2 separate regions of the Mus musculus genome follow, and region 2 is linked to region 1. The links are chromatin contacts, called in public Hi-C maps. All regions are on one chromosome and are shown on one strand. The core of a region is the stretch at or near the end of the contact, and the rest is flanking DNA. Distances in the headings are between cores, read along the strand shown.

Region 1 (5,423 bases), core at 2,125-4,624:
ATGCAGATTGTGGATGCTCCCTCTGGACGTGAAGCCTTTTCCTAGTCTGATTTACTCCCCATTTTCTGAGGCATTTGGGGGGTCATAGCCCCAACCCCTAGTTGTACTACCCTAGCTACTTTGCCTCAGTTTCCCAGTGTGTAAACCTTAGTGTTCCTTGTTTCTCAGTGTGTCATGATGATTAAATGAAACGTCTGACACCCAGTCTGCCGCACGGCGCGTGCTCAATAACCAGGAGCTACCGAGATGCAAAGACTTCTGCTCATCCCCTCTCCCAGCCATGGCCACTGAGCTTTGGTGGGGTTTGAAGCCAGGAAAGGGGAGGCCTGACTGGAACTGTCCCCAAGTATCTCTGTCCATGGGAACTCACCGCCCAGAGAAGCATACATACACGCGAATCCATTTTTGTCCCAAGGGGGATTGCAGAGAGGGAGTTAAGGGGTCCAAGGTCATGGCTGCCATGGCTGGATGCTGGAAATGGAAAGTTTGAGGAGCCTGGTGGTGCCCCTGCAGGGTGAGCTTCTTTGAGGAGTGGCTGCCTGGTCGCCTGGCTTACAAGGTTAGGGCACAGAAGGGCTTTAGTGCAGTCTCTGGGTGCAGTCCTCAGGCCTGTGCTTCCATCCTATTGCAAGATAAACTCCGGGTGGGTGGGAGAAAAGGGGTGGGGTCAGGGCCTCTCAGAACCTGCACATGGCAGCCAATCCTGAATCTGACCTGAGTTGGAGATTCTCTGTTCTGAGATGGCCTGATGCCGCCGCAGGATCCTCCCTGTGCACCTCACTGAGTCCCAGTCTGACCCCCCAAGAGGTGTGTGGTCTTGAAGAGTGCATGGAACACCTGGGCACTCCCTGTCTCCTTTCCAGGAATTCTGTCCTTGATCCCTTCTGAGAATTCCATGTCCCTCTACAAAGGTGTTAGAGAGGACGGTATCTTCTCCAGGGAGCATGCACTAGGCTAAGGTCAGGAGTCCCAAAGGAGTTGCTGACGAAATTCCAGATAGCAGTGAATTGTGCCACCTGGGCGGCCATCCCCAGCCCCTGGAAGAGAGAGACAGAGAACATGCACGCACACAGACTCACCACCCACTCCACCTGAGCCTCAGCGGCCCCAGTTCCTCATCCCAGAGTTTCAAGGAACGAAAGTGACATAGGCTTTACACGGGTGGGGTGGAAACTGAATATCTTCCCAGGGCCCCATGGGCCCTGAGGCCTCAGCAAGACTTCTACCCTGTTCCTTCCCTGTCAGGGAACAATAGTTGCCTGTGTGCCTCTCCTGAGAACACCCAGGCCAGGGCTAGCCTGGGGGCACTTTCCATTTCTGGATGTCCCTCTTCAGGCCCCTGCCCCCACTTCCATCCCAAGGCTTTTAAAGTTATCCTGACTTGTGGGGGGAGAAGAATGGGTCAGGGCATCCACAGACTCTCAAAATAAATGCTTGCTCTGAGCCATCCGCTTTCTCTCTAGATTCTCCTCTGCCCCCTCCCAGTTGTACTCATCAAAGACCTTGATTTTTAGTTGCTAAGCAACTTGTGCCTAAATTTCCAAGTGGGTCTTCAGGTGAATACAGGAGGAAGAAGACGAGGAAAAAATGTTTAAAATGATACAGCTTATGTGAAGATGCCAAGGCCCTGAGAAGGTGGGAGACTTGATGGAGGTTGCACAGCTAGTTAGTGTATGTGAGAGTAAGTGTGTGTGTGTGTGGGGGGGGGCAGATGTTGATACCAGGTATCTTCCTCAACTCCTCTCTACTATATGTATATAGAAATGGGGAGAGGCATGTCTCTTACTTAACCTGGAGCTAGGCTAGACCGGCTGGCACAGGCTAGACCGGCAAGCACAGGCAGTCTCCTGTTTCTGCCTCTCTAGCCTGAGGCTTCGGGTGCTCACCACCACTTCCAATAGTCACATGGGGCTTGAACTCGGGTTCTTATGTTTTATGAACTCACTCATTTCCCTAGCCCCTGGCCTTTACTATGAGAGGCACCCAGGTGGCACCAGCACTCCGGGGACCTTTCTTATTAAAGTGCCATCTGCCTCAATAGGAAGGATTGGGATGTGCACAGTGGGAATCAGGCATAGACCCTTTGGCATTCTAAAGAAGTTGCAGAGCTTTCCATAGAACAAAGTTGAAAGAGCATAAACCAGACGAACAGAAGGAAAGAAACAGGCTCCATTCAAGAAGCCATTATATGTGTACCAGCCCAACGAACATACAAGGTAGACCTTTCACTGTGGTACGCTAAAGAAATTCAAATGATCGGTAAGAGGCAGGGGCAGGGGGCTGGAGAGAGGGCTCGGTGGTTAAGAGCACCGACTGCTCTTCCGAAGGTCCTGAGTTCAAAGCCCAGCAACCACATGGTGGCTCACAGCCATCTGTAATGAGATCTGACGCCCTCTTCTGGTGTATCTGAAGACAGCTACAGTGTAGTTAGATATAATAATAAATAAATCTTAAAAAAAAAAAAAAAAAAAAAAGAGGCAGGGGCATAGCTCAGTGGTAAAGTGCTTGCCAGGCCTGGTGTTTGTGGGGCCTTGGGTCCAATCACTAACACTAACACTAACACTGACAATGAGAGAGAGAGAGAGAGAGAGAGAGAGAGAGAGAGAGAGAGAGAGAGAGAGAGAGAGAGAATAAACAGTATTTTGAAGCCATAGCAGAATATGACCTGAATATTTTATGCTGCCTACCAATGGAACTGTCACAGCCTCTGCCAATCTCAGAGGGTTGTTTCTATATTTATAAATAAAAATGTATGAGACTTCAGGGCTATGCTTAAGAAAACATACCTTCGATTTTCCTCAGAAAACTCATTGGTGTTAATGAGTTTGTTGACCCACCCAAGTTAAATGCCCCAGAAACAATCTCAGATAGGACATCCCTCAATAACAGAGACTGCCAGAGATGCCCTAGATGAAGGATTGTGGGAAGGTAGCATGGATGGTCTCAGTGCCCCACACCCCAGACGTGTCCCAAAATGCAGAGCTGACTGGCAGTCAGAAAGCCTGACTTTTCTCTCGGGTTCTTTGGAGCCTTGGGTGAGTCCTTTATCCCTCTGGGCTTCAATTTCCCTCTCTATAGAGTGAGTGCGGTGGTCCTCCAGGGTCTCACTGGCTCTGTCTTCTGTAGAGTGAGTGCGGTGGTCCTCCAGGGTCTCGCTAGCTCTGACATCCTGGAAATCTGCGTTTCTCCTTCCCGGAGAGCCGAAGCCCAGAAGCATGAGAAGCATGGGTGTTTGCGCACCCTGGACCGATGAGTAGGAACAGCTGGGGCCAGGCTGGCTGGCTCCCAATTGTTCAAGGGAATGGAGGAGGGCTAGATAGGGACCTCTCCAAAGTGACAGCTGGGTGAGCCTGGCTGGGGGCCTGGGCCACGCCTGCCATCTGGGCCTCCTTCCTGCCTTCCCTGCAGGGCGGTGGGGGTGTGGACCAGGCCAGGGCCAGACTGCAGCCTGGAGGAGGGGAGTGCCAGTCTGCTGGCTTGAGGATGTTAACTCTGTCATCCAGGTCTTATACAATTCTGGAGAGGAAGGGACCCGCCATCCCAGGTCCAGTTAGGCCACTTGGTCAGTGGGTAACTTCCGGATATTGATCATCTCCTTCCACTGTGTGGGTTCCACTCCAGGAATCTAACTCAAGTCTTCAGGCCTGGCTGTAAGTGTGTTTACTGACTCTGAGTCTTCTCTTTGCACAGCCCTTCCCCACCAGCATCTGCAGGCAGAAGCGCCGCCACCTGGAACCCTGGCTACTCACACACAGCCCTGGTTTCCAGATGCAGAGCCTTCTTCATGTAGCTTAATCCTCAAAAGCAAAGCACTCAGATCCTCCATGGGAAGGTTTCCCCAAGGTTTACACACACACACACACACACACACACACACACACACACACACAGAGAGAGAGAGAGAGAGAGAGAGAGAGAGACAGAGAGAGAGAGACAGAGAGAGAGAGACAGAGAGACAGAGACAGAGAGACAGAGACAGAGTTTTTTTTGTTTTTTTTTTTACTTACAATAGCTTAACTTAAGTTTTTTTTTTTTTTTTTTTTTTTTTTTTTTTGGATGTGTGGGCTGGCAAGTTAGCTCAGCAAGTAAAAGGGCTTGTCCCCAAACACCTGACAACTTGAGTTCAATCCCTGGGACCCATATGGTGGAAGGAGAGGACTGATTCCTGAAAGCCGTCCTCTGACATCACACTGTGGCATAGGTGTCCACATCACACAAAGTAAACAAACAAATAAATGGGAAAACAAGTAAGATTTTTTTTAACTTCATGTGCTCAGAGGAACCTCTACTCCAGGGTTGGAATTCTGAGCTTTCTCTGTTTTGTTTTGGTTTTTTATTTTATTTATTTGGTTTTTCGAGACAGTGATTCTCTGTATAGCCCTGGCTGTCCTGGAACTTACTTTGTAGACCAGGCTGGCCTCGAACTCAGAAATCCGCCTGCCTCTGCCTCCCAAGTGCTGGGATTAAAAGCGTGCGCCACCACCACCTGGTGCTTTCTCTGTGAAGCAGGTCTATTGCTACTGCAGCCTGCATCTTGTGACCACCAAGGAGACTCCAGTGTAGCATGTGGCTAAGCTGTGATATTCAAGGGGTCAGCATGTTACTGTGTGGCTTATGATGGGATGTCTGGCATGAAGGGGCACCTGCACACATGAGCTCTTTTTACACAGACATCTTGTTCTCTCTGCATCTTGCCTTCCTTCTATATACACTTGGCTCTCTGGGTAATAGTACTGAGGGGTTAGGTTAGCTCAAGGTTTAAGTGAAGAAAAAAGGTGACTGGCCATATGACGGAACAACTTGCCAGGCTGATTCTTTTCCTTCTGGAGTATATTAAAAACTCTCCATATATCTCTTTTTAAAATAAGTTGTTATTTAGTATATGTGCATGTGGGCAGATGCACACCCGGATACAAAGTATAGAGGACAGAAGAGGATGTGGGTGTCCTGTATTCCCATTGTTCCTTTTATTCTCTTGAGACAGGGTCTTTCACTAAATTTGGGGCTAGGCTGGTAGCCAGCAAATTCCAGTCATCCTCCTGTCTCCATGCACACCCATACCACTGGGGTTACAGGCTTGTGTGTGGCCACATCTGGCTTTTTGCACAGGTGCTGAGGATTGGAACTCAGGTCCTCAGGCTTGCACAGCAACTTTTCCTACCCACTAAGCCAGCTCCCCTGACCCGTATACATTCCTTGTTTCATTTCATGCATTTGCCATTTGGTTGTCTTTTACTGCTGTGTCGGCTCATTGGTGGTTGCGTCTTTGAAAGCCGTGGGTAAAAGTCCACTAGTATTAATATGTTGCTGGATTTACTAATTGTTTATGGTAATTTTGTGTGGGTTTTTTTTTTTTTTTTGAGTTTTCTCTGGATCCTGGCATTTGCAAGTAGAGGCAGCTCTGCCGCTTCCCTAACTTTTAT
Region 2 (5,423 bases), core at 1,988-4,487, 60 kb before region 1:
AAGTCAAAACCGTGTGACTCAGGGAGCATCAGGACATCTGCATAGAGATGCCATTCGAGCTTTGGAGGATGAGTATGAGTTTTGTGAGTTTTGTCGTGCTGAGAACAAGGGAGAAGGGCATCGGAAGTTGAGGAGAGAAAGTGGGAAAGCATTAGGGCATGGTCGCCTCTGTCATGATCAGGCACACTGAGGCTGTTCATAGGCACTCTTCTTTATAACATGATTTGTAACCTACAGCCCAAGCTAGCCTATGTTTAATTTTACATGTAACTCAATGCATGATCCAAAGAGCTCAGACTAGAGCTACGTAAATAGTAAATACCGCTACAAGTAAGAGGTAGGAACTCCCGCACCTCTGTCTAGGGCATACCCTGAAACGGAGGGTCCTGGACTCCCAGCCCAAAAGCACAGTGCCGAGGAAGAGTGTGGTTGAGCACGCTGCCCTCCATGACTGACAACAGCCAGGTGACTCTGTATGCACCCTCCTCCAGTGGGCCCCAGCAGTGCCCTCGAAAACACCTTTTTGCCAACCTCAGGGGCCACTGCATCTCCTCCTGTGGTCTCTCTCCAGTTTAAGCCCCTGACTCCATCTGTGTGTGTTCTCAAGCCTGCCTCCAAGTGGAGCAAAGCAAGATAGGCACAGTGGCTGGAGCACAGGCCGGGTGGTACTGACCATGGGAATGCTTACAGCTCTGAGTCCCTCCTTCAGGCCGATCCTACACGTGGCACCAGAGGACTGGGCATCTTGCCGGGGCATCGTGCTTATCCAGGTGTCCTTTCTATCTACGGAGATGAAGATGTGACAGAAGGAGGGAGCCAGCAGCCATGTGAGGGACCTAGAGTGTCTCCTGTCTGCCTTCAGAGCCCATCACATGGGTCCTGGGGATGGCAGATTGATGTTCCTAATTACATTTGGCTCAAGATAACATTAAGTGTTTGTCTTGTTCCCAGAGCCCACAACAACAGCAGACAGCGCGGAAGGTGCCAAGAGGCATGCTGGGTAACCGAGGATGGCAATCTGGGATGTGAGAGGGGTGATGGGTGTTGGTTGCTGGTGTTCTTGGCTGGCCCTTCAGTACTTTCTAATAGGGCCATAGGGCTGGATGGAGAAGCCTGGCAATGATGGTTCCATTCTCCTGTCTTAAGGCTCTCCTGTTCAAGACTACCATCCTGACATGGAATCCAAATCCTTCTGATAATGACCAACTGGCTGATGGGAAATGTTATGGGTCTCCTTTACATTTCTTCTGCTGATAGAACACTTATTTTGCTTGAATTGGTGTGTATGTGTGTGTTGCTGGTAATGGAACTGAGAGCCTTAATATGCATACTAGGCAAGCATGCCATCCTAGAGATACACCCTATCTTTGAGTATGTATGCATATGTGCGCATGTTTATGATGGCCAGAAGTCAACGATGGGTGTTTCTCCTTCCTCCTCTGCCTTTATTTTTGTTGTAATTGAGACAGGGTCTCTCTCTCTCTGAACCCAGGGCTCATTGGTTAGCTAGACAGGCTGGGCTGCAAGTTCCAGGGACCATCTTACCTTCACCTGATTCACACTGAGAATACAGGTATGCACTGCAATACTTAGCTGGGGATTTGAACTCAGGGCCTCAGGCTTCCCTGGCAAGCACTTTCACTGACTAATCCAATCTCCCCCGCTCCATACATCATCCTTGATTTGTTCCTGGTGACATTAAACTTTTCCTGGAGCCTTATGCATACTGGGCAAGCACCCTATCATTGAGATGCAGTGTGTGTGTGTGTGTCTCTGTGTGTGTGTGTGTGTGTGTGTGTGCTATGTACATGCTTGTGATGGCCAGAAGTCCACAATGGGTATCTTTCTCAAACATTCTTTGCCTTTAGTTTCGTTATTGTTGAGACAGGGTCATGCAGGAAGATAAATCATACCCAGGGGCCAGCTAGCTCCCTGCTGTACTGTCCCATGTGGAGACAACCCAGAGACTCTGAACTAAGTGTACAGTGGTTGGATGTCAGGTAAGGATGGGGTTCAGAGAATGAAGCCGGCATTTCTGGGGCGGGTGGGGGGGGGGTGAGGCAGTAAAGACTTGAGGCCTGGCATGACTACACCTAGGAGGGGTCTGGCGCAGAGCCAATGCCTGAGGCCTGAAGCTACATCTGCTCTCCCTAGAGACCTAGTAAAGTTGCTGCAAGGCCCCTGGAGACGGACAGGTGTTTATACCCTTCCCAAGATGCAGAAGAAGTTCAAAGATGGCAGCAGCTGTGGAGGAACTCTGTAACTCACAGACACAAGTCCTGGCTCTGTCACTGTGTCAGACCAGGTACGTCCCCCCACGAAATCTGCTCATTCTTAGGGATGCCCCCCCAAAAAACCCAAAACACCAACAAAAACTAAGATAAAACAAAACAAAAAAAACTGTAAATAAAAATATCGGGATCTATGCCAAAGCACTTTATAGTAGTTGTCACTGTGTGTAGTACTGTTCTAGAAATACAGCTGCGGAATGGAGCAGGCATCCTACCTCCCTGTTCCTGCACCTTCCTCCGGGGCAGGTGCTCACACTGGACTGCAGTGAAGAAACTCTGAGAGCAGGTGGCACACTTCAGAACCCCCGGGGGGGGGGGGGAGAGAGAGAGAGAGAGAGAGAGAGAGAGAGAGAGATGCTCCAAATACCTCATTCCCTCCTCCCTTCTCTGTGGTTGCAGCGGCTCCTTATCTGTCCAAACCGGTTTTGCCCAGGTACTCGCATGGCCATATTCAGGCAATTGTACTTGAAATTCCTGCAGCTGCTACAGGGTGTAGGTAACCTGGCTGGGATTTGCCTAGAGCAACTGTACCTGTCATCTCCCCAGTGATGTGAACACTCTTGAGGAGGGTCGGTCCTGCCTCTCTTACAGAGAGCTCCCCCTGTGTCCCTATAACTATAGAACGCAGGATCTGCAAAGGAAACCTCTAAGAAGCTTGCCACCAAGCAGAGAGCCTCTGGGCGAGTCTGGCGAGCCAACTGGGCCCAATGCCCCTCTGTCTAAGTACTTTACACTCAAGTCCTGCCACTTCCTATGTAACATGGACCACATTGGCCTTAGGCGAGCTCATCACTGAGATGCGAAGGAGTGCTTCCACGAGCCCTCCTGGCCACCCTGAACTCGTGTGGCAGCTGCGGGACCCGTAGCGGGTGGACTTTGGGAACCTCCAGGGGGCGACCAGCCCTGGGAAGGCATCTCCGGCCGCGCGCCGCGCCCGTCCAGCTTGTGACTTCACCGGGCGCCCGGAGCCAACGCGGCACCGAAGGCCGGGTCCCCGCCCACGGCCCCGGCCGCAGGTGCCAGGAGCCCGAGGGGGCAGCGCCTGGACGCGCGGGGCTGGGGACCGTCAGGCGCCCGGACTGCACTCCCGCCTCTGCCTCCGCCTCCTCTTTGTAGCGAGTCCCCGGTCGGTCCTCCCCGCCCCCCGCGCGGCCCGCCGCCCGCCTTTCTTCCTGCCTCGCCTTCCTGCGGCGCGGCGGCCTCATCTATTATAGATGCTCGGCCGCGGCTGACATCAGCCAGCGGCCTCCCGAGCGCGCGGTCCCCAGCCCGGCCCAGCCGCCTGCCGCCGCCCGCGCCCAGCCCCACCGCCCGCTTTCTGTATGACTGTCACAAAGGTAAGCAGCGCAGATCGTCGCCACGCTGGGGACCCGCGGGTGCTACAACCCCCCGGGCAGGGACTTGAGGGGCTTAGGAAGGGATCGCGCGCGCGCGCGCGCTCCAGCTCCCAGGAGTCGCTCGGCCCCCAGGGGACTACGGGATGCCGGGAGGGGATGCTCCTTTGCAGCTATCCTGGACGGTGTGGACCACATCACTGTGCGCCCCGGGACTGCATTTTTAACTCTTGTGGAAGGTGCTGCAATTTTAACCCCTGGAAAGCTGCTTCGGGCTGGCTGGCGCTCTGGGTGTCTGTCCCTCAGTGTCACGCGCCGTAAGGACTGAGGGATCCATGCTGATGATGCAGGGATGGGCTGGCCATGCTAGTCAGACACACAAGGGAGCTGAACCCCACCTGCCTGTCTTTGCCATTTACCCCAGAAGCCTGGGCCTGACTCCAAAGCTACCCTGTAGAGGCGCTGCCGGATCCCTGAGTGGCTGCCAGAGACAGGGAAGGTTCTACTGCATGGGGTGGGATGGGCAGGGAGTGTGACAGAGAGGAGCAGGTAGGCATCCTGGCAGACCCCAGTTTGGAAGAGGTTCTTGGACTTGTCACAGGAGCCCGGGTTTGTTGAAGAACTTTTTTGGGGACGTCTTCCCTGCCAATGGAAGAATGGAGTTAAGAGGAGAGACCGTTGGGGCAGTGGGATAAGCCCTGGGCCAAGGCAGATTTGAGTCTCTCTACGGAGAAGGGCTAGGCCTAGTTTGGGCTTAGGTTTCCTTTTCTGCAATGGGATAAGATGAGCCTTGGTAGTGGTGGGACAAACAAGTGAAGAGTATGAACTGTACTCTTCCCAGGTTCTGTTGGAGTGCTGACCTCACACCCTGGCATCGGCCTTAGCCGTGGATTTGGCCGTCTATACACCTTAGGCCAGACTCCATCTTTCCCAGATGCTCAGCTGGCTCTCACAGCTGAGGAGGTAGAAGCCAAGCAGGCCAGGCAGCCTGCTGTGGTCAAAGCCTTACAGAAAGGCTGGGCGGTCCATTCTAGACCCTTCTAATAAGCTCCTTACCCCAGCGACTTGCTCAGCCCGGCTCGGACTTCACTTCAGACCTTGTCATTGCCCTCAGTTCTGGGACTTGGGAGCTGTATGAGAATGATAACCTGAGGGCTCGGGGCGGATGTGCCTGGCCTTAACTTTGTCAAGCTAGCTATATCAAGCGGCAGGGTGCTTAGTGCTCTTAAATGAGCATAAATGCAGCTGGGCAGAGATGTGTTGTTATGGAGATTGTAAATGCCAAAGCTTCAGGCAGGTGGGGGCTGAGGAGCAATTCATGGGCCGGGTGGGAGCATAAGTGTTAAGGCTGAAGATGACCTTGCAAGGACTGACCCTGCAACCTCTCCTGTCTATGCACACGGATTCAGACAACTTTTCTCCCTTGAAGGTAAAACTGTTTAACTGAGGAAAAAGCTGAGATTCGGAGAGGTGAGGTGACTTGCCTAAGGTCACATAGCTAATATAAGTATGGCAGGATTCGGGTTTACCCTCAAGTCTGTCTCAGTCTCCTGCTGAGCCATCAGTCTGTATGACTGGGTGTGGGGCTTCCACAGCAGAGGGACACTGTCTGGGGGCCTAGGATGGTGAGATGGTGGAAGTGGGGCCCACGTAGCCCACTGTCAGACCTTCCCTTAGGTACGCGAGGATTATTTTCTAACACTCTGACACCTCCCTGCCCAGCCCCCAACGAACCCTTCCGTGTGTCTCTTGTCTCCTGCCGAAACCAAGGTGGCTTTGGCTTAAGCCAGATCAGAGG

Evidence for each region. A called contact is a pair of places that touch in the nucleus more often than the background predicts.
Region 2: a contact with region 1 is called in a Hi-C map of brain, with 6 times the contacts expected there. The contact joins the promoter of Coro2b here to the enhancer-like site in region 1. A contact is called at or near these places in 24 of 39 promoter capture datasets (the 3T3-L1 cell line, 3T3-L1-derived adipocytes, the HPC-7 cell line and 16 more), 3 of 15 datasets of contacts at CTCF or cohesin (embryonic stem cells, hippocampal excitatory neurons and large pre-B cells), 136 of 484 Hi-C or Micro-C datasets (the 3T3-L1 cell line, 3T3-L1-derived adipocytes, 8-cell embryo and 87 more), 44 of 115 datasets of contacts at active chromatin or transcription factors (CD8 T cells, PVALB interneurons, SST interneurons and 27 more) and 5 of 9 other capture datasets (adipose tissue, embryonic stem cells, embryonic tail and 2 more).

Annotation. Positions count from the first base shown.
Region 1 is chr9:62,475,237-62,480,659 of GRCm38.p6, reverse strand. All of the region lies in intron 2 of Coro2b (coronin, actin binding protein, 2B), which reads left to right. Among named protein-coding and RNA genes, the nearest start is that of Coro2b, 59 kb to the left of the region's middle. Within about 2 kb of position 3,374, at least 95 of the 459 cell types and tissues checked have an H3K27ac peak or open chromatin away from gene starts, as enhancers often do. A contact at or near this core is called in the C2C12 cell line, VIP interneurons, brain and 23 more, where this site is marked.
Region 2 is chr9:62,534,858-62,540,280 of GRCm38.p6, reverse strand. Coro2b (coronin, actin binding protein, 2B) reads left to right here and starts at 3,237. Exons shown (of 12, transcript NM_175484.3): 1 at 3,237-3,628. The coding sequence starts at 3,614. Gm39352 (a long non-coding RNA gene) reads left to right here. Exons shown (of 4, transcript XR_870833.1): 2 at 1-1,000; 3 at 1,493-2,000; 4 at 2,155-2,400.